6 separate regions of the Mus musculus genome follow, and all the other regions are linked to region 5. A link is a contact called in public ChIA-PET, Hi-C, HiChIP or PLAC-seq and promoter capture Hi-C data. All regions are on one chromosome and are shown on one strand. The core of a region is the stretch at or near the end of the contact, and the rest is flanking DNA. Distances in the headings are between cores, read along the strand shown. Region 1 has its middle 55 kb from the start of Tsc22d2. Region 2 holds the start of Erich6 (glutamate rich 6). Region 3 has its middle 43 kb from the start of Tsc22d2. Region 4 has its middle 35 kb from the start of Eif2a. Region 5 holds the start of Pfn2 (profilin 2). Region 6 holds the start of Tm4sf1 (transmembrane 4 superfamily member 1).

Region 1 (3,178 bases), core at 671-3,170, 620 kb after region 5:
CTCACAGGAAATCTAGTCAGCGTTCACTGACAGTCACATCTCCCTTCTGTCATGTTTATAGTTTCTTTGAATCTGGACCAAAGGAAGGACTGATGTGATGGCACATTTTAAATGGTTGTCATACCTTGAAATCTCTTCACCTAAAGGGTCCATGTGTGTGTGTGTCTCTCTCTCCCTACCCCTTAAAATACTCTAGTAATCTGTGCTATTTTTCCTGTGGCTATTCCTGGAGCTTGTGTTTCCCTGGTTGCATTTTTGTAGAGTTCTCTATTTCTAAATCAGATCTTGAAGCTTCAACTTTATATATCGTCAGAATTGATTCAAAGACCACATTTGCTGAATGCTTCTGTCTGATTGCCTCTACTCTTGTGATATTACCATCACTGATCATTATTCCATGTGCCTATGCATTCTGTTACACTTTCTCTCACTCTCCAAGGACACTCCTCTAAAGAGAAACTGCCTTGCTCTTACCTAGTCATCTAAGAAAGGTGGGGGCTTTATTTCTTCCTTTTACTTCCAGTTTCAAACTGGAAGTATTTCAAAATACATTGAGTTCTAAAAATGAACAAAAATAAATATGTAAGGAACTAATATCTTGTTCTATGGGAAAATGAAGTGAGTTCATTTGGGATACCAAACCTCTGGTGCTTTGTAGGGAGAGCCAGGAAGGAAGGAAAGAAAAGACAAAAGTTGGTGATTGAAAACAACTGGTCTCTACTGCTCAGTCACAGAGTGACTTCTGTGTCAAGAACATTTTGAAACAGGAGGATTGCCATGAGTTGAAGGCTAACCCAGATTACAGAATCAGACTCTCAAAAAGAAAAAAAATATATATATTGAGGGCTAGGGATATATGGTGGTTTGAATGAGATGTCCACCGTAACCTCTGGCATTTGGAGTATTTGGTCCCCAGTGGGTGACACTATTTTGGGAGGTTTAGGAAATATGGCCTTGCTGGAGGAAGTAAATCACTAAGGGCAGACTTTGAGTTTCAAAAGTCTTGGATCATTCCCAGTTGGGGCTATCTTAGCTTGTTACTTGTGGCTCTGAGATGTGAGCTTTCCACTATTCCTGCCATGATGCCTACCTGGTGCCAGATTTACCTGCTGTCATGGTGATGGGCTCTCATCCCTCTGGAACCCTAATCCCAAAATCAACCCAGTTTTCCATCAATAAGTTGCCTTGGACTGATGTTTTATGACCGTAATAGAGAAGTGACTAAGACAGGATGGGAAGCCCATATCCAGGCACAACTGACGCTACTTTGAGAGTAACAGTAGCATCTAGAAACAGCAGTAGAAGCTGTTCAAGAACCCAGGGAGTCATTACACAGACAAGGAGTCCACTCGTACATGCTCAACCTCTACCATGTGGTTACTGAACATACTTCCATATAAGCCCATGAGCCAGAATGCTTACTAAGAGATATGGCAGTGGGTGAGTGGACTTCAGCATGTACAAACTATGTCTAATAGTTTGCTCAGCAAGACTGGTACCCATGGAGTCTGCTGTATTAGTTCAACATGCCTCCACAAAGACCAATTTATCATCCTTTTGGACTTTCTCCAGACACAGGAAAGTGACTCAGGACAAGGACTTAGTGTTGAAGCATTAGCTTAATAATCTTGTGCAAGATTGTGCAAGAGCCTAGGTCTGTGTGGTCCTCCTCTCATCCACCAATCTTAGTCGTCACAGGTTTCCTTTTTCTCAACTCTCCCATCCTGCCCCTAATAGCCAGCTGTTGCAAAGACAATCACTGAGAAAAGCTGTAAAGAAGTCCCTTTATAGAATGAAAATGGGCCCCTTAAAGACTGCCCTGTCCTATTCTCTAGAGAGAGGGAATAAGTGGGGTTCTGAGCCTGTGAGTCTTGGCTTTTTCACTACCGACTTAACTTCCGGAATCTACCGAGTTCAGCGTTCAGTAATGGCTCTGAAGCTAGCTGACTCATCCAGAAACACAGCTTCCTGGAAGCATTCTCTTCTCAGATAATCACACCCTCAAACGAGCTTCTACCCCTTGGGTCCTGACCGCCAGCCTGGGGTTGGAGAGGCACAGGAACAGGAGACGACATCATGTCTGCGACAGAAATTTAAAATGAACAGCTTAGACTCTGGGCAGGAGAGCATCAATACTTAAAGACAGAAGCTGAGCAGTATGATGTTAAATGAAAAGTCCCCTTTGCCCTTTGATAGCCCTCTGTACCCACTGGCCTCAGTGCTGCAGTCTCTGAGAGGGACCCTGCTTTCATATTTACAGTTGTATGTTCTGGCACTAATTACTCAGATTACTGAAGGAGTAAATGAAGATCCACATGAATCTTATACTTTTTTTTTATTAATCATTAAGTATTGGGGTAATAACTTACTCATAGGCTTCTTGTAGGACATGACTCCTTGTGCTGGCTTCTGCTTTTTTTGTTTTACCACTTTCTGGGCACCTGGTTAAAGCCATGGTCTTTTTCTTTATCAATTTTTGACCAGAGCCTCTGGAGAAAGACTGGGAAATTTACAACCCTTTTGACAAAAAATTTCCTCCTTACCCTTTTAGAACAGCACAACTACCCAATGGCTAGCGACAGCAAGAATTTGCTTATTTGACAAGTATGGAGACATGTTTAGGAGTTTGTAATCTGCCCAAGATCTCAGAATTGACCAGAGGTACAGCTATAGTGTAAGAGACCTGGTATTCCATGTTTCTCCCACTGTGCTTCCATGGGCTCAGGATCAAAGGGACGAAAGCATATTTTCTGGAACAAACATGTTGAAGATGTGTACCTGGCTTGTTCAGGTCATGACATCTATAAACCTTGGGCTCTGTGTTTAACAGCTGGCCATTCAGGATGAACAGAATACCGATAACACATAACAACACACCCTCCCCTCAAGCAGCTTTCATGCAGCTCTCTGAGATCAGTGTGATTGCTCCTCTGTCAGGAATGTGGATTGTCAAGCCAAGTGTGGTAGCTCACACCTATAATCTCAGCATTTGGGATGCTGAGAAGGGATTACAGGTTGAGGCCAGGCTGGTCTATCTAGTAAATCTATGCCAGCCTGGACTACAAAATGAGACCCAAAAAAGGAAAAGACTATTAAAATATTTTTTAACAAGTAGTGCATACTCCCCCCCCCCCTTTTTTTTAAATGACAGTTTCACTTCGTGTAAAGGTTGTAAGGG
Region 2 (3,355 bases), core at 690-3,189, 790 kb after region 5:
CTTAGCTGGTAATAAGCTTGCCTTGCAAACACAAGGCTGTGAGTTCCATCCTCCACCCCCAGCCCCAGAATACATTAAAAAAAAAAAAAGCTGTGCATGGGAGTTAAGCTTTGTAATCCTGGCAATGGGAAGATAAAGACGGATGGATCCCTGAGTCTTGCTAGCCAGCTAGTCCAACATAGTGGCTGGCCTCCAGGTCAACCAAACAGCACCTAAAGAGGTATTAGCTCCATGTTCATAGGAAATTATATTACTTGGCAGTTTTTATATTATATTACTTTTATAATATGTGTGTTGTTTTGTTAAGTACTTTGGGTACAGTTTGCATTTTAAAATTGAAAAGTAATAAACATGCCTCAGTTGCATACTAAGGAGCCAGTATATTAAATCCAAGGCCAAGAGCATGAAATCTGATGTTAGTAAATCCTGTTGTCTAAAAATAAAAAAAAAAAAAATAAGATTTTCCATTCAGTGAGTGCAATTGCTTTTACTTTCTCCGGGCTGAGCCAGTAGCTGCAGGCCATTGATCCCAACTTAGCTTCTGCTCCTTTCTGTTTGCTGAGGAAAAGATTTTTTTTCGGGCTGGAGAGATGGCTCAGCAGTTAAGAGCACTGTCTGCTCTTCTGGAGGTTCTGAGTTCAATTCCCAGCAACCACATGGTGGCTCACAACCATCTGTAATGAGATAAGATGTCCTCTTCTGGTGCGTCTGAAGACAGCAACAGTGGAATCACATACATTAAATAACTAACTAAATATTTAAAAAATACTGATAATTGAAAACATTTTCTTACCTATCTACAGTCACTTCAGACAAGTCCTTTTTAAATGTTTGAAATATTTTGGGATAGCCTGTCAGACGAAACATTAAACAGTTTAGCCACTCCATGCCTCCGGTTCTCCAAGGGAAATTTTGTCCCCAGGGAACATTTGGTGAGGGGCAGAAACAGGGTGGTTGTCACAGGTGTGTGTGTATGATTTGTGTATGCTGATAAAAAATATATCCTAGAATGCACAAAGACACCACCACCCTTTCCCCCAACAGTTAAGATACACCCACAGTAAAATGTGAACTCTGACTCCAAGAAGCTCGTTCTAAATGCTCTGCTTCCTTTTAAAGGAAGACAGTAACGCTGCGTGTTAAGGTGTTAGGTAGAACTGCTTCAGTAAGTAGTTGAGCACCCCACAGGCACTAGTGCCCCAGGAGTGGCCTGTTACTTTTACTAACCGATTTCCCTTAGATCCCACACTAGGGGCCATCATGGCAATCAGCCAAGACTTGCTAGTGTTAAGGGCAGCAGAGGGGGAGGGGGAAGCACCGGCCGCCCTTCAGGCCAGGATCCCGAGGGAGGGAGAAGCCCAACGCTACTTTTGTGGGACGAGCCGCTGCTGGAAGCAGGAGGAGAGCCCTCCCTGTGCGGCAGCGGCAGCGGCTCCTCTTCGCCCCACGAGGGGCTGGACACCTTGCTGGGCGGGGACATAGTGCTCAGGCTGGGGCTGACCACGCTAATTAAGCGGGGACGAAATTCCGGTGAGTCTTCGTCAAAGCCTTCACTGGGGCCTATGGCTTTCCAGATGTCTTCTTCGTTCAACGACTCAGGGAACAGGTTCTGGCTTTCCTGCGGCTGGCCCTCCCTATCATCCCACCCTTGCACCCCCTGAGCTCCCTGCCCCTCCTGCTCCTCCTGAGCTCCCTGCTCCTCCTTGGCCTCCTCCTCCTTTTCCTCTTCCTCCACCTCCTCCTCCTGTCCCTCCTGCTCCAACTCCTCCCCCTGCTCTCTCTGCATCTTCTGCGCTTTCTCTGCCTCTACCATCTCTTTTCCCTTCGAGGCTTTATCTGGCTTTTTTGACTTTGTGTTCCTCTTTCCAGGCTTCCGCACTCCCTGACGCGGGCGCATGTTTGTGGGCAGCCCCGGAGCGCTCGACCCCGGAGCAGCTGTTGAGCGTCTGTCTCCCAGGGCAACCTCGGAACCTTTCAGGGTTTAAAGCCTCAGGACCCTGCGCCAAGCTTCTTTCTGCCAAGCTTCTTTCTGCCTTTGCTCTCTAGGTCTCTGAGCCCCTCTTAGCCAGCAGAGAAGCAACCTCCCTTTCCCTGGAGCCGGACCTTCTGGCTTTTTAAGGAGGATACCCATAATGTCATTTGGCACTGAGGGAGTTGTGGAATTTGATTTTTATTAGAAATATGATTATTGGAAATTCCAGTAAAACTCTGCTTACTATATTAGACACCAGCCTTTCTTTGCCGTCTTATGATTACATTGCCTTACATTTGTTGTTTAGTAAGACTTTTTGGAGATATATTGCTGCTGAGATAATTTGGTTTACTCTAGCCCTAGTTTGGTCGATTCTTTGATCCATCCTTTTGTTTTGGAAATAGAAAATTCCAGCGATATCTGTCTACCACATGCCACTTTTTGTTTTGGGGGCCTTGTTTCAACTCATGGTACTTTAAATTATTATTTTCTTTTGTGAAATATTTGCACATACTAAAAATAGTATCCAGGAAAGTATGGTGAACATTAGATGCCCAGGGTCAGGCCTATGAGTCACTATGTGTGATTTCTTCTGTCACTTGACTTCTGTTAGCCTATTTGTGGGGGGTGGGGGGGCTGGGAACAACCATTCCTTTAAGATATTTGTGGATATTGATGAATATGGAATAGTGGCCTGTAATTTTAGACATATATCATCCAAAGACCACTGGGAACACCGCAGTAGGGACATGGAGGCACCTGGGTTTAGCTGCAGTGTGATGCCCTTGGAAGGTCCCGTCGAGGACAGACTTCCCCTAAAGTGTTTTGGGAGAGGACCTAAGGTTTAGGTCAAATGGAAGGCAGGACAACTCTGTGATGGGGACTATGTGGTGGCACAGTGGCCTTAACTTTTGTTTCATTTAGACAAACCCACATGATCCTGTTTTGTGGTTGGTTCACTGAGCAATTATTTTGATGGCTGTTAATCTGACACTATATTTATTGGGCACTACTGTGAGCCAGGTCTCTGTTGGGTGTAGAGTCAGGCCACTACCTAGAAGCCTGCTTAAGTAGCTGGCCAGAGTACCTAACTACTTGGCAGGGTTCATCAAGGTCACTGGCATTAGAATATAGACCAGGGAGTGAGTGGCAGAAATTGTCCAATACTCCTGTGGGTGGGGCAGAGAGAAACTGCTCAGAGTGTTTTTAAAAGAATGGAAGATCTTGAAGGGCAATGGAATGCTTGCCACAGGCTAATGAGGCAGTCCAGATGTTTGAGTGGCTTTGGAAAAAAAGGTCAGATGTGTGGACAGGGACATAATGAGTAGTGGATCAGGCCCAGGGTAGGAAGGCACTCCAGAGACCTGGGGAAGTGTGGGAGTG
Region 3 (3,423 bases), core at 914-3,413, 520 kb after region 5:
TGACTACATGGTCTTATCTCTTAATCACATGCTAGTTCCCTGTGTGGACTGTCCTTTCTCTAACCTCTATGTCAACCCTTAAAATTCCACCAGTCTTTCTAGTTCTAGCCAAGTCTTTCCTCCTTCCAGAAGGTTCCCTATAGAGGACTTGCTTCCCTGTTTGAACAGCCATATCTTACAGTCTTTTCACTGTATGGTATTGACTAAGATATGTCATACATAACTTTCACTCTCTTCTTCTCCAAAATAAATGTTCTTTAAATTATTAAAGGGTAGTGTTTAATTTTTGTTTAATAGAGTAAGAGTTTCAACTTACCCCAGGCTCTTGCTTTTTGAAAACTCTGAAATGTTTCTGAAGTATTCAACCTGTTGGTTTCTTCGTGTGCTTGCCTTGTGCTTATTATTGGTTTCAGTGTTTGTAAACTGTTGCATTTTAAAGGCAGGGGTGCCTTCCATGAAACTAGTAGGTTACATAGCCTAGTGCCTATATGTTTTCCCCTTTAACAAAATTAAATCCACTTACCAGATGCATTTCTAGAGCCTCCTGAAAATATGTGTCATGCTTATGTGTGGCTGCATTCCAGAGAACTGAATATGTGCTACGGAGCAAGAGCTGCGCTAGGGGCAGGGAGAAAACCCTTACAAGGCAAGAGAACTGAGGGGACTCTAAGCTCTGGGCTAAATGAAGAATGAGGCAGTGCTGTTTCAAAATGCTGAGTCCAGTAAGAAAAGAAAAAGAATTGAAGTGAGAGAGGTGTCTGCCCATACCCAGCAGATCACAGACTCATCAAATAGAGAAGGAGCTTCGGGGCATCTAGATTTACATTCTTAGTCAGAGCACCACCCTAGGTGGTTTCTAGGCCATTTCTTACCAGCCTCCACTCCTTGAGAGATCTTCAGACTATCTCAGAGTCCCTTGAGAAACCATCCCTTCCCTCGACTTCCCTATTGTCCTGTGGCATGAGACCTGCAGTACAGCTCTAGATCCGAGGGAGGTGAAGAGGAGGGAGGGTATGACTTTGCCACTCAGAAGTTGACAAACTGCCTGACCCCTTACAACTTTAGTTTTCTGCCCCTATAAACCTATAAACCTAGCCAGTAATACCTACGATCTGGTTCACACGTTAGTTGTTGCTCAACAAACAGCAGCTATTGAAACAGTACAGCACTGTGTTAAATGCATGGAATGTAGAGCCAGGCAGGGATGGCACCACACCTCGACATCTGCCTCTGTGTGGCAGAACTTTCCCATCCCAGGTTCCCGATCTCCCATACAGGGATGATAAGGATCATTTCACGGGCAGGGTTAATGAAGGGATGGCATGGCTCTTGTTCAGAGCTGGTTACATTACAAGCATTCAGTGGACGGAGGAGCAGTAAGTGGAATTGTCGTTATCACAATAAGGCAACGGGAGGCAACAGCTAAGACTGGTGAGCTGCTACTGAGCTCTCTGCCCTCAGTCTTCCTTGATTGTGAGATCTTAGCATCTCCATTCCCTTCTCAGTAGCTTAGAGACATCAGTAGTGGCTGTTTTGTTGGACTAAACCCACTGGTATATGCTCATTCCTTACAACACTGGCACACAGTAAATAATGATTATTGGACATTATCATCATAAGTTGCCCTCCTATCTCTAGTTTAGGGGGCATTTCTATCAGTAGTTTTAGAGCATGAGATTTTAAGCAGTTAAATAAATTGGAAGTTTGAGTGTTCTCTGATGACTAATCTAGACTACCATTTCCCCTGGAAATAAGTCAGGCTTTCAGCCATAAGCGGTTTGCAACTGGGCCCCAGCTGACTGTTTCTTCAGTGTGGACGTGTAAAGCAGACAGTGAACTGCGTCTTATAAATCAGTCCTTCCAGAGAGAGACAACAACATTGTCATTGTCTCCTTTCTCTGGCCCTTCATCTTAAGGGCCAGCCCTGTGGAGGGAAGAGACTTTTACAGTTAGACACATTGCTCACTCCCCTCCTGGGCTTCAGCCTGGGCAGTAGGACACTCCGAAGCTCCAGAGTGTACTGCAGAAACAGCATAAGCCACTCATTTAGGTCTGGGAAAGCTTTACAGCCCAGGAAGCATTCTCACCCCCACCCTCCCTCTTGTCTTCAGCCAATAATCTGGCAACTCAGTGATGTCACCCTGCTGTTATGCAAAATGACTTAACTGTTGGAAAGGTGACAGGAATTCCAGTGACTGCAGGATCACAATGAAACTGCTTAGCCGCTCACTTAGTCATATTACACATCACCGATAAGTCACTTTCGAGCTGTGATTAACCAACTGTGCAAACAGCACCACTGTCAGAACAGAAAAGTCAGGGCCCGTGCCTTATGCTCTAAATGATCATATTCAGTTACTGCAGTGTCTGAATCATGCCATCGAGGTGACCATTGAACATTCCAGGAACACCAGGCCTTAGAAAGGAACAGCTGTAGGAAAGACAGCACTTTCTAGCCTTAATTTTCAACAGAACATTTATACAAAATTACTTTGCCCGTCTCTTAAAATTAGTCATTTTAAACTCTTGACGATCTTACCAGTCGAAAGACAGTGGGAAGAGGAGGAGCCTGTGCCCTGCTCCGTGAGAGCAGGAGCTGCCAAGCCTCGTTTCTTTTGCTCACACAAACTGACCTCTGTCACTGGCCACAGGAGGTAGGTATCAACTTGTTCTACAGTATCAGTTGTTAAAACAATGCTTACATTTTTCTCATTTCTGATGTGTGTGTGTGTGTGTGTGTGTGTGTGTGTGTGTGTTTAACTAACCAACCCTGAAAAGCACAAAAGGAAGGAAACTCTTCACCATCCTTCCCTCCTAAAACTTAATACAACATAAATCCTTACCTGGCATTGTGGTAGGTGCTGGGCACTGAAAGACTAAAAAGACTCCCACACATGCCCCCGAAGGAGTCCACAGCGTAAAGTAATAGGGTGACTGACTCAAAAGCAGGCACTTAGCAGAAGCTGCGAATGTGAGCTGGAAGGAGCAGAGGGGTTTATCAAGGCAGATTATCCTAGAGCAGGCTACTCAAAGCTTAGTCCAGCAGATGACCGAAGAATTTATAAACTATGAAGACTAACTGAGAGCAAAGCCTTAGAAACGTTTAGAGCAATGTGACAGAGGAAATGCATTTCTGTTGGGAGTCAATAATTGTTTTCAAAATAGTGTTTTTATTGATTCCTTAAGAATTTCACTTTGTACACCCTGATTGCTCTCACTTCCCAGTCCTTCCATGCCCTCTTCCTCCTTTTCTCCTCCTCCAACAACAACAAGTCCAATTTGTATGGCTCATATACTAACTGGAGCATAGTTAAACTCCCAGTGGCCTGCCCCCTAAAGAAAATTGAGTTTCTCATCTGTGCCCTCCTCCAGAAGCCATCAGTTGTGAATTTTTAAGAGTTCTCTTTCGATGGTTCCTAATTA
Region 4 (3,494 bases), core at 274-2,773, 640 kb after region 5:
CTTAACCACTGAGCCATCTCTCCAGACGTTTGTTTGTTTGTTTGTTTTTTAAAATCTGTTTAGGGAGCTAGGAAGGTGACTCAAGGGCTAAGAACACTTGTTGCAGGACCCATGTACAGTTTCCAACATTTCAGATGGAAAAAGTAAATAAAATTCCTGGTATTTCTTCCAGCTCCCTGAAGAATCACTGTACACACACCCTCGGGCTGTATGCTGTATCTCTGAGACTTGGACATTTAGATTGAATAAGTGGTCCACAGTTGCATACGTGACTGTCCATAAGATAGTTTGCTTTTTCAAAAGTAGGTAGGAAGGTAGCTCCTTCTTGTTTGTTTGTTTGTTTGTTTGTTTGTTTGTTTTTCGAGACAGGGTTTCTCTGTGTAGCCCTGGCTGTCCTGGAACTCACTTTGTAGACCAGGCTGGCCTCGAACTCAGAAATCCGCCTGCCTCTGCCTCCCGAGTGCTGGGATTAAAGGCGTGCGCCGCCACCACCCGACAGCTCCTTCTTTCTTATTCTCCACTTTTTAAACTCACGATTTTTGTCAAAAGAGCTACCAACTTTCGTATGACACGAGCTAATAGACACGTCAACGACGGCAGCAATTCGAAATCCCTACAAGATGGGTTTTTCCTAAGGTTGCTCCCAACACCTCAGTTACTTCCACTTCCAATGGCATGAAGGGGACACGTAAGTGATAAGAGCTTCAGGGAGACCTTTGTCTTAGTGCTGAGCTGCATGGTATCCAACTCCTGACAGAGAAGTGAGCGTCAGACATAACCATTTGATGAGCCAACATGGCTGAACTTTTAGATCTCTTTAGAATCAAAGAGCAGAATCTGCTGTTACCCAGTGATTCCCACAGAGGAAATTCTGTCTTTGCTCTGTGGAGAGAAATGGTCAGTAGAACGTCTTCACGAGGCTCTTTAGACACGCAGGCATGAGACGCCAGCACACCCACACAGACAATAAGCTTAACTGGTAATAATGTTCAGAGTGATTATATGGCTACTTGATTACTATAACCTCCACATATTGTGTAGGAAGAAACCCCTACCTGAAAAGAGTCTATCAAGGAAGGTAACCTGACTGTGAATATTGAATATCTCACTTCAAAAGACAGCTAGGCTAAAGTTACAAAGAAAAAGTAGCTTCCCCAGGGTGAGACAATCCTTCAATTTTGGTGGCACCAGAACTCCCCCTCCTTCCTTCCCTTCCTTTTCCCTGCCCCACCCCATGTTTCTTCCTTCCCTTCACCCTCCACCACCTTCTTCCTCCCCTCCTCCCCCTGTTGCTGTTCATTTTATACACACCGTAAGTGATGGTAATGTAACATGGAAATATTCTTACTTTGTTAGGCTCAGAGTATACATGTATCTCAACTTTAATGTTAGAGTTTTTGTTTTGTTCGGTTGGGTTTTACTCATTTTTTTTTTAAACCCAGTCTTGCAGTGCCGCCCGGCACGCGGCCCTGCACGCGGCCCTGCACGCGGCCCTGCATCAGCCTCCATCACTACTCTTGCCTCAGCTTTCAAAGCACGGCAGTGTGTTACCTCTAGCTCACTTTTAGTTTTAAGGTCATTGACTCGATCATGCTATGATTCTCATCTGCCTTGAGTTGTAGGCGGTCTGAAATCTATGAAGTGTTTGGTACTATGCGGTCAGCACAATGAGGGCACTTAGGAGAAGTCCGAATGTCGATTAAGGTGTTCAAACTCAGCACCACACACAAAATGCAGGAAATGGTTTAGTTTTGTGTGGTCTCCACCTGGTGGTTACAAATCAGAACACAGCCCTCGTTTCAGTTCCTCTGGAGATCTTTTTTGTTGTTGTTGTTGGGGAGGGCTGGGGTTTGCAACCAGGTCTTGCTCGGAAGGCATGCTGGCCTAATACTTATGTGATCCAGGCTGGCCTCACAGGCTCTCAACAATCCTCCTGCTAGACTGGAAATGGCCTAAGTGCCTGGATCACAGGTACGTGCTGTAATGTCTAATAAACTCTTAGGTTGATGTTTCCACACTGGAAGAGATGCATGGAAAGGATTGCCTGTCACCCTCCTACTCTCCAGCTGCTTTACAATAAACAGCATCAGCATCACCTGGGAACTTACTACAGTGTAGCTTTCCAAGTCTATCCCAGACCTATTGAATCACAGTTTGCATTTTTAACAAAACTCCCAGACATTGTGTATGCTCTATGAAGTTTGAGAAATCCTGGATTATTACATCCAGAGAAACTCACCTGAATAAATTTTAAGGTATTATCCAATACCTCAAAAACAGATGAACAGATCAAAGCAATCAGAGCCCAGTGTAGCTAATTACTGCATAAAGACTACAGCGGAGACATTATCATATTGTAACAGGCAGCATGATATTTTTTGTGTTTGGAAACAGAGTCACTCTAGATAACCCTGACGGTCCTAGAACTCACAATGTAGAGCAGGATAGCCTAAAACTCACAGATATATACCTGCCTCTGCTATACAAGAGTATAGGTGAAAGGCACGGGTTGCCACACCCCACCTCTTTCCCCTCTGAAAAATAGATATAATGATGATGTCCTTTTACATAATGCTAGATGGTTGAAGATGTGTTTCTATTGTGAATTATCTTTATGCATACTGGCCTGTGTGGGGGCCGTGTGCGTTTGCCCAAGGAAGACATCAGATCCCTTGGAGCTGGAGTTACAGGCTCTTGTGAGTTGTCAGACATGGGAGGAAGAGATAGAAGTCTGGTTCTTTACAAGTTCAGAATTGGTTCTTAACCCATGAGCCATCTTTCCAGCCCAAGAGCAGGCCTTCAGTGAATAACTCTAAGGCAACGTCTCCTACTTTCCTGGTAACACTGGAAAGAGAGACTTGACAAATGCCCTTTCTTAGAATTCAAAGTACTGAAGGAAAAGATGGAAATATCAGGATTTTGCTGAGGCCCATGAAGGAGAAGCTACATCCTCCTGGTGAAAAGAATAAAACCTGAATTCTACCTCTGACACTTACCTGTCCTAGAGATCAGAGCATTACAGACTATTTTTTTATTGTCTCATCCCTTAAGATTTAAAGGAGCTAGACCTGTCGGTCATTGGCCAGGAGATAAACACCCCCACAAAGGTTGATTCACCTTTTGATATGCCAGGACCATTGCATCATAATAAGCAAAGGCAGCCAATCTCAGCCCACTTATTTTGTATCTATGTCCATCATAATGTCTAGTCCAACTGAGAACTGTATCAAGGAAAGGTTGTTTGTCAGGGGCAACTTGAATACTGGGAGCAATAAAGGCAATGGCGTAGGTGTTGGTTTAATTAGCTGGAAGACAGTGCTAGACATTGGTTGCATATTGGAGGAGGGCACCTGAGGAATTAAGGCAGATGGCAGTATCTAGGTAGAGAGGGAGTTTGTTGCTGTTGTTCTTTGATTTTTGTTTGTTTATTTTTTTTAAGCAGCGAGTCATTTTATTAAAAGGAAGAAATTGAACTATGAAAGAAATAGCAAGAA
Region 5 (3,439 bases), core at 617-3,116:
CACTCTTTTCTCTCCAACTTGCCTTGCCCTTCCATTCAATAACCTGCTTTCCTTCTGGACAAATGCAGAGTGATTCTGTCTACAGCACTGCGGTAGCAACAGCAAAATCAGAGAGAAAATGGAGGGGCATTGGTAAAGAAAGTGAGGTAGCCACCAGAACCGGAAAAGAGAATCTGTTCATTCTAACGTTCCATGAATAAGAAGGAAGGCGTCGCCCCCATCAGAACTGCAGAGTCATAGCAGGCCCCAGCCATTTCCAAGCATACTCCCGCAATATTCTTAAGCCAGACAGCGGGAACTCACACACAAAGACAAGACTGCAGAAAAAAAAGTTAATCACCAAATGTCAATTCGCTATAGGAACTGTGGCCTCCCACATGGGGACAGGAGATCTTAAAGCACTCCTGTCACAGACTGAATCCACACTAATTTGTTAAACCACATTAAGTAGTAAAATGCTGAGCACCTGTGATATGGGACTTGAATTCTGTTATGTGGTAGGGGAGGGAGTGGGAGTGGGGAGCAAAGAAATTAAGAGAATGGTCCTGTACTTGATACTGGTGTCAAAATCTTAAAGAGCATTGCATAGAAACAAGCATAACAATAAGCAGTGTTGGAGACTGGTTGACGAATATTCTCCAAATGTGTGGCAACCCAGTCAAAAGCCATCAAGTCACATGAAAAGGAGGCACCGTGAAGCATAAATCGGTATTAGTTCTTTTACTACCATCACTAAAGAGGGAGTGACTTGGAGAAGTGTTATCCCCCTCCAGCGACTCCCCAGATTTTTTTAAATCACCCTTAAACCATCCCCTTTTTAGAGCTATGTTGCGTAACTGGGGATAACAGTATATCGATGAATCTCTATAGGTGGAGAAGAGAAATCAATGGCAGTTCGCCATCTTGGAGGAAAAAAAAAAAAAACTATAGAACCACAAGCTGAAGTAGATTCACCATTCCACCTACGTGGTCCGCGTACCTTTCTCTCCAGCCTAGGCGGCCTGGACACCCGCAAGCCTACGCAAAGTCACTCCATTAATTCCCGGGATCCGGCCACTGCCGCCTCCCACATTCCGCGCTCACAACCGAACCAGATCCAGGGCCAGCCTGCCGCCCAGATTCCCCCCGCCCACACCCGGGGACCCGCACTGCAGCCCGCAGGGCTCCCCGAACGCCGAGGGCCTCCCGGGGAGGCGTCCCCTCCTCCACCCTGGCAGCCGCAAGCCGGGGCGCCGCCGGGGCGAAGAGTCCGGCCGCCCCGCCCCCGCGCGGCCTCGGGCAGCATCCCCAGGCTCAGCTGCCCGCAACCGGGCTCCGGCTGCATCCCCTTCCTCGCGGGCGGGCGAGGAAGCCGGCGGTACCCTTCCCTTCAGCCCTAGCCGCATCCCTTCCTCGCGGGCGGGCGTCCCCTTCTCAGAGGCCCGCCGCACACCTGCCGGCTTGGCGCCCCCGGGCCTCACCGTGATGCTCTGGAAGACGCCCCCGGCCGTGGCTGCCCAGACGTATTTGGCGTCGCAGTAGCCGACAATGGCGGCCTCCTGGCAGCAGCCATCGCACATCAGGTTATCCACGTAGCTCTGCCAACCGGCCATCTTCGAGCCCTTCGCACTGCAGCGGGGACGGCAGGAGCAGAGGCGCAGCAGCGGCAGCGGCGGCGGCGGCGGCGGCGGCGGTGGAGGCGGGGCGGGGGCGGGGAGGAGGCGGCTCTGCGCAGGCACCGACCGCCCCTCTCCGGGGAACTGCGGCGGGCGGTGACAGGACCCGCAGCGGGGAGCGCCGGGCGGCCGCGGCCGCGGGGCTCAGGAGCCGGCGGCGGAGCGACGCTGGCAGCGGGGCTGGTGACGGCCGTCTCACACCGCCGCAGCTCCCTCGGCTCTCCGCGGCCGGCGGGATGTGCGCGCGCGTGCGTGCGATCCTTCCGCAGCGCAGCCGGCGAGGGTCCCCGGGAGGGCGGGGGAGCCGAGGCGGGGGCGCGGAGGGATACCGCCGGGGACAATCACGGCCCACACGTGCGGGAGGCGAGTGGGCGTGCGGCTGGGGCGCGGCGGCGGAGGCCTCACCACCGGCTAGGAGGCGAAGCAGCTTGAGTGGGCGCCGTGGGGTGCCGGAGCTCTGGGCGCCCAGCGGCCACGCTCACCTCTCAAGCGCCCGCTCGGGGACGCGGTATTGACAGCATCGGTGTCGGGTGGCAGGGTTGCCCTGGTGACGGGATGCGGAGGGTTTACCCTTTGTAGTGGGAGCGGCCAGTGCGGATGGCCCACACTTGGGGAGGTGTCTCTTAGAAGACCTTGGCCAGCTGCGCCTGCACGCTCCTGAAATCAGAGCAGCTCTATGCTCTTTGTTGCCTCCTTTGAGTACAAGGAACTTCAGGTTCAGTGGAGCTTTTGCCCTGAACCCAGTGCTGCTCATCATGAGTGTGGCTCAGTCGTCCAGAAATTCTAAACAAAACAGACCCTATGTGCACCTGGTAACTGCAAAAGTTAGTGTGCGTTAAATACATCCATGAAATACAAAGAATAATCAAGCTAGAAAAGGAGTCATTGAACTAGACCAGTGGTTCTCAAACTTCCTAATGTGACCCCGTGATACAGTTACTCATGCTGTGCTGACCCCCAACCTTAAATTATTTTGTTTCTATTTCATAACTGACATTCTGTTAGTTATGAATCATACTGTAAATATCTGATGTGGAGGATATCTGATATGTGACCCCAAAGGGTTTGAGGCCCACAGGTTGAGACCCACTGTACTAGATGGTGAAAATAGTTCAGAATCTAGATCTGAGGAAGACTTGTATAAGACAGGGTGGGAAGTGGTTTAAGGGTCTCTGAACATTCACCTACATCTTTATTAATTTTATGTGCTGGGTCTAGACCCAGCATCAGATGTTCCCCAGTGATGACTAGTTTAAATGGATGACAAACTTGACCTGCCTATTAAGGGAAAGAAAGCTCCAATAGATTGCAAGCTGTTGTCAATTTTAAAGTTGTGGGGTACACTGACAATTTTATAATAGCATCACTGAACTTTTGCTTATTTATTTATTGGACTTTAAAAAATAAAACTAATGTCCTAGTGTTCTGATCGCTGTGAAGAGACACCATGACCACAGCAACTCTTTTTTTTTCCATTTTTATTAGGTATTTACCTCATTTACATTTCCAATGCTATACCAAAAGTCCCCCATACCCACCCACCCCCCACTCCCCTACCCACCCACTCCCCCTTTTTGGCCCTGGCGTTCCCCTGTAGACCACAGCAACTCTTACAAAGAAAAAAAAATTAAAAGGGACTGGCTTACAGTTTTAGAGGTTTAGTCCATTATCATCATGCTTGGGAGTATACAAGCTGACATGATACAGAGGCATCGCTGAGAGTTCCACATCTAGATCCCAAAGCAACAAGAAGAGTCCTGGTCCTGAATTTGAACTTTTGAAAC
Region 6 (3,462 bases), core at 858-3,357, 550 kb before region 5:
CTCTGGCTCACACCCAGCTCCTGCACACCTCTGGAATCAATGAACGGATGCCTCTGGGAGAAATGTTTTTTTGTTTGTTTGTTTGTTTTTATTTTTAACTATAGTGTAGAACTGTAGATTCTTGAGCACTGGTCTCAAGCTCTCAAACCCATAATTTAGTATGCTGCTCCTTCTAGAAAGTTCTGTTTCTTTTTCCCTGACCCACCCTACCTGTACTCCCTGGGCTAAACTCATTACTTCTTCGAGCATGCCTTCAAGTATACTGTACCACCCCACTTCTTCCATGCCTGCTCATGATTTTGTTTTAAACACAGCAAGCCCAATTGTGGCCCACACCATGTGACCACATGTATGAATCTGTATCCTTTCCAGCGTAAAATGAGACAGAGCTACCAGATATCTGGAAACTTCAGCTCACCTCATAAGAGCAGAACACTCGACACAATGGCAGGCGTTTCAGTGGCTCTCAATAAACATTTGCCAAATGAGTAAATATTTGTTCACAGAAATAGATGGAAGTTGAAAATGTTTGGTTCTAAGGTTGTTTGCATGTAAGAAAAGTCAACATAGCTTGAAAAGTTAGGCAGAGCTGACATTCATCATGTTTATGTACGTGTGCACGTGTGTGGATGAGAGCGGATGTGCATGGCGGTCAGGGGTATGAGGGCAAATTCTTCCTTAATTTTTTATTCACCTTAGTTTTTGATACTACCACTGAATTTGAAGTTCACCAACTGGTTAGACTAGCAGGCCAGGGAGCTCCAGGAGCCTCCTGTCTCTGCCTCGCCAGGGCTGGCATTACAGGCAGGTGCTGCCAAACGCCTTATGTTTTTACACGGATGCTGGGGATCTGAACTTAGATGGGGATCCACACGTTTGAACTGAAAGTACTACCAACTTTTCTGTCTCCCCAGACTCAAAATTATCATATTTAAATTTAAAAGCACTTAAATCTTACTCATCATTCACAAGCCTGTTTGGGCACTCCATCTAATGTACACAATACTTTCAAGAATAATTCCACAGAAAACTCCTACGATACTAAGTGCCATGTTAGTATAGCTTTTTATGTTGAAAGAAGTCTTGAGAGAGTGACTGCCAGTGTTTTCATAGACCACACTGGACATCTTAGAGTTGAAGATGTTAACAGCATAAAACAACAACAAAAATCTTTCCCAAAGGTTGTTTAGCTTGTTGGCAATGGAACTTGGTAACCTTTAAGAACTTAAAATTAGAAGCCTATATTTCCGTGTGTTTGTGAGAGTCTAGAGATAGATTCATACTCAGATCTTCTCTCTCCTGGTTGTATCTACATATATGTCCCTTGCTTGTCTAGAAGACACTGGCTTCTTACTCCTGTGAGTATGACAAGTGCTATAACTCATATGTAGTGACCATGCTCGTTAGAGTTTATGACTATAAGTAACAAATACAAGCTCAGCTGCCTTATCTATAGAAGCATTCATTATGAAATTTCAGATGAGAATAACAGATAGGACCATGGGACTCGGGAGCAAAGGGGAGCAAGAGGGCCTTTGTCATATTCCTTCCTGCATCTTTGTTCTCTCTGTCCGTAGGACTTGGTTTTCTGAACAAACCTGGTTCTACTTTCTCAGTCCACATGAAAGAATATAGCTGTACCTTTTCTTTGAGTCATGAGACGGTGCCCAGAGCAGGTTCTGAAGGATCTGAGTGTCACTAGATACGACTGCATCAGAGATCACACCTGTTGAGTCCTGCACAGTTAACTGCAGCTCTGCAAACACATGACAGAAGTCACTGTGCTCAGTCATCATGCCTGAAACCAAGAGGAGAAGCACACCCCAGTGGGTGAGTCTAATGCTTACCTGGAGTTGGAGTCTACTAATGTAGGTGGTCTGTAGTTTCCTTTATTTGAAACTGTAATCATGACACACAGGCGAAGGGGCAGTTGAGAAGAAGCAGTAGAAAATGGTCTTAACGCACAGCCACCCGGCTTTCCCCCTCTTTAAACTGCAGCTCACTTTGTTCATGGGTTAAAATAAAATTCTAGGTTCAAGATGAAACCAGTGTTGATTTCTTATCCCTTGACATCCTCACACTTACTGGTAGACCTCATAAAGCATCTCACAGCAGCCCCCAGCTGAGGAATCTCCCAGGTTTCAGCTGTGTTTTTCAAACAAGAAACTCCCTGCGTTTCCTAGGCCACAACTGAAAGCTCCAAACATGCCTGTGGTTCTCCCTGCCCAGCAACAGGCTGCACAGTCTGACTTCCTAGTGGATGGCTTAGATTGGGGTTTCAGAACATGCATGAGACAGACTGTGTGCAAACACTAATGAAAAAGAAAGATTTGTTTGCCCCTTGGAGTATCATTTCCTTTGATTTTCAGTAGCTAGAGCCTGTGATCCTGGCTTTCTACACAGGGCTAGAAACAGGTCTTCAAAACCACTTGTGTTGACTTGGCTCTAGGGAAGCAGTCTCGAAAGCTGGTCAGAAAAAGCTCCACCCCCAAGGGATTCTGATGAGCAGCCAGAACTGAAGTGTACTGATGTAGGCAGTCCAAACTTACAGCTTTATAAACAATGCTACTAATAAATAAATAAATAAATAAATAAATAAATAAATAAATAAATAAAATAGTGCTACTGAGGTCCAGTTGAGAAGAAAGGCCAGAGATTAAAACAAAGGTGGGGAGAACTGGGAGGAGTAAGAGGGGCACTGTAATCAGAATCTATATGTGTATGTATGTATGTGTAATAGATAGATAAATAGATACATATATATATATATATATATATATATATATATATATATATATATATATACGAAATGCATATATATGAAAAGGACCTATTTTCAATAAATTTTATGTATATAAAGTGAATAAATAAGTAATTCTGAAATATTTATTTTAAGATTTATTTATTTTATGTATATGAGTACACTGTAGCTGTAGATGGTTGTGAGCCACCTGTGGTTGCTGGGATTTGAACTCAGGACCTTAGGAAGAGCAGTCAGTGCTCTTATCCACTGAGCCATATCACTAGTCTGTAACTCTGAAATATTAAAATTAAATAATCATCTACACAGTGAGAAGCACATGGTTCTTATTGTGAAATGGGACCAAGAGACATCAGACTCCCAACACTCCCCCTATGATGTGAGATGTCAAGTTTTCTCCGCCCCCCCCCCCCAAACGTGAGGCTCTCTCCCAGTTGGCTTGCTTCCTACATCTGGCTTGCCCTGGGGAGAATGTCAGTAGCTGTCAGGACTTAGGTAATTATTCCCCAGTTTTGTTGTGCTGAAGAGAGAAGAGCACAGGGCAGGAGAAGGAGGATGAACAGGGCTGTTTCTCCTTCAGGAGTTAATTTTCCAGGTGAGAAGTTGGAGTTTGTGAGCTGAGGAAGCAAGCAAGCCAGGGCCACAAGGCCAACAAGTGACAGTTGGGATTTTTATTCCTTGGTTTTCTGACTCAGGCAGGA

Evidence for each region. Promoter capture Hi-C pulls out the DNA fragments that hold promoters and counts their contacts. A called contact is a pair of places that touch in the nucleus more often than the background predicts. ChIA-PET counts read pairs in DNA pulled down with a chosen protein or histone mark. HiChIP or PLAC-seq counts read pairs in DNA pulled down with a chosen protein or histone mark.
Region 1: a contact with region 5 is called in an RNA polymerase II ChIA-PET map of memory CD8 T cells, with 11 read pairs. The contact joins the enhancer-like site here to the promoter of Pfn2 in region 5. A contact is called at or near these places in 16 of 39 promoter capture datasets (the 3T3-L1 cell line, 3T3-L1-derived adipocytes, the C10 cell line and 10 more), 2 of 15 datasets of contacts at CTCF or cohesin (large pre-B cells and pro-B cells), 31 of 484 Hi-C or Micro-C datasets (the AML12 cell line, B cells, the C2C12 cell line and 22 more), 14 of 115 datasets of contacts at active chromatin or transcription factors (SST interneurons, cardiomyocytes, effector CD8 T cells and 9 more) and 2 of 9 other capture datasets (adipose tissue and liver).
Region 2: a contact with region 5 is called in a promoter capture Hi-C map of hippocampal neurons, with 2.1 times the contacts expected there. The contact joins the promoter of Erich6 here to the promoter of Pfn2 in region 5. A contact is called at or near these places in 5 of 39 promoter capture datasets (the 3T3-L1 cell line, cranial neural crest, hippocampal neurons and 1 more), 1 of 484 Hi-C or Micro-C datasets (the G1E-ER4 cell line), 1 of 115 datasets of contacts at active chromatin or transcription factors (astrocytes) and 1 of 9 other capture datasets (liver).
Region 3: a contact with region 5 is called in an H3K4me3 HiChIP or PLAC-seq map of stem cell-derived neural progenitor cells, with 5 times the contacts expected there. The contact joins the enhancer-like site here to the promoter of Pfn2 in region 5. A contact is called at or near these places in 16 of 39 promoter capture datasets (the 3T3-L1 cell line, 3T3-L1-derived adipocytes, the C10 cell line and 9 more), 8 of 484 Hi-C or Micro-C datasets (the G1E-ER4 cell line, Sertoli cells, adipose-derived mesenchymal stem cells and 5 more), 11 of 115 datasets of contacts at active chromatin or transcription factors (astrocytes, differentiating embryonic stem cells, embryonic forebrain and 5 more) and 2 of 9 other capture datasets (adipose tissue and embryonic stem cells).
Region 4: a contact with region 5 is called in a Hi-C map of regulatory T cells, with 11 times the contacts expected there. The contact joins the enhancer-like site here to the promoter of Pfn2 in region 5. A contact is called at or near these places in 15 of 39 promoter capture datasets (the 3T3-L1 cell line, 3T3-L1-derived adipocytes, the C10 cell line and 9 more), 3 of 15 datasets of contacts at CTCF or cohesin (the NIH/3T3 cell line, large pre-B cells and pro-B cells), 53 of 484 Hi-C or Micro-C datasets (the AML12 cell line, B cells, the Ba/F3 cell line and 33 more), 17 of 115 datasets of contacts at active chromatin or transcription factors (SST interneurons, astrocytes, bone marrow-derived dendritic cells and 11 more) and 3 of 9 other capture datasets (adipose tissue, embryonic stem cells and liver).
Region 6: a contact with region 5 is called in a FOXA1 HiChIP or PLAC-seq map of pancreatic cancer cells. The contact joins the promoter of Tm4sf1 here to the promoter of Pfn2 in region 5. A contact is called at or near these places in 1 of 39 promoter capture datasets (stem cell-derived epiblast-like cells) and 2 of 115 datasets of contacts at active chromatin or transcription factors (embryonic stem cells and pancreatic cancer cells).

Annotation. Positions count from the first base shown.
Region 1 is chr3:58,468,276-58,471,453 of GRCm38.p6, forward strand. No RefSeq gene overlaps it. Among named protein-coding and RNA genes, the nearest start is that of Tsc22d2, 55 kb to the left of the region's middle. Within about 2 kb of position 1,921, at least 112 of the 459 cell types and tissues checked have an H3K27ac peak or open chromatin away from gene starts, as enhancers often do. A contact at or near this core is called in the C2C12 cell line, CD8 T cells, the G1E-ER4 cell line and 11 more, where this site is marked.
Region 2 is chr3:58,635,268-58,638,622 of GRCm38.p6, forward strand. It overlaps Erich6 (glutamate rich 6), which reads right to left and starts at 1,940. Exons shown (of 14, transcript NM_001081262.1): 1 at 1,369-1,940; 2 at 794-851. The coding sequence starts at 1,897. Gm46806 (a long non-coding RNA gene) reads left to right here and starts at 744. Exons shown (of 2, transcript XR_001783856.2): 1 at 744-1,530; 2 at 1,870-2,225.
Region 3 is chr3:58,370,423-58,373,845 of GRCm38.p6, forward strand. No RefSeq gene overlaps it. Among named protein-coding and RNA genes, the nearest start is that of Tsc22d2, 43 kb to the right of the region's middle. Within about 2 kb of position 2,164, at least 227 of the 459 cell types and tissues checked have an H3K27ac peak or open chromatin away from gene starts, as enhancers often do. A contact at or near this core is called in 3T3-L1-derived adipocytes, the SN4741 cell line, Sertoli cells and 15 more, where this site is marked.
Region 4 is chr3:58,489,223-58,492,716 of GRCm38.p6, forward strand. No RefSeq gene overlaps it. Among named protein-coding and RNA genes, the nearest start is that of Eif2a, 35 kb to the right of the region's middle. Within about 2 kb of position 1,524, at least 4 of the 459 cell types and tissues checked have an H3K27ac peak or open chromatin away from gene starts, as enhancers often do. A contact at or near this core is called in regulatory T cells, where this site is marked.
Region 5 is chr3:57,845,891-57,849,329 of GRCm38.p6, forward strand. Pfn2 (profilin 2) reads right to left here and starts at 1,867. Exons shown (of 3, transcript NM_019410.3): 1 at 1,461-1,867. The coding sequence starts at 1,592.
Region 6 is chr3:57,299,881-57,303,342 of GRCm38.p6, forward strand. Tm4sf1 (transmembrane 4 superfamily member 1) reads right to left here and starts at 2,108. Exons shown (of 7, transcript NM_008536.4): 1 at 1,848-2,108; 2 at 1,642-1,756.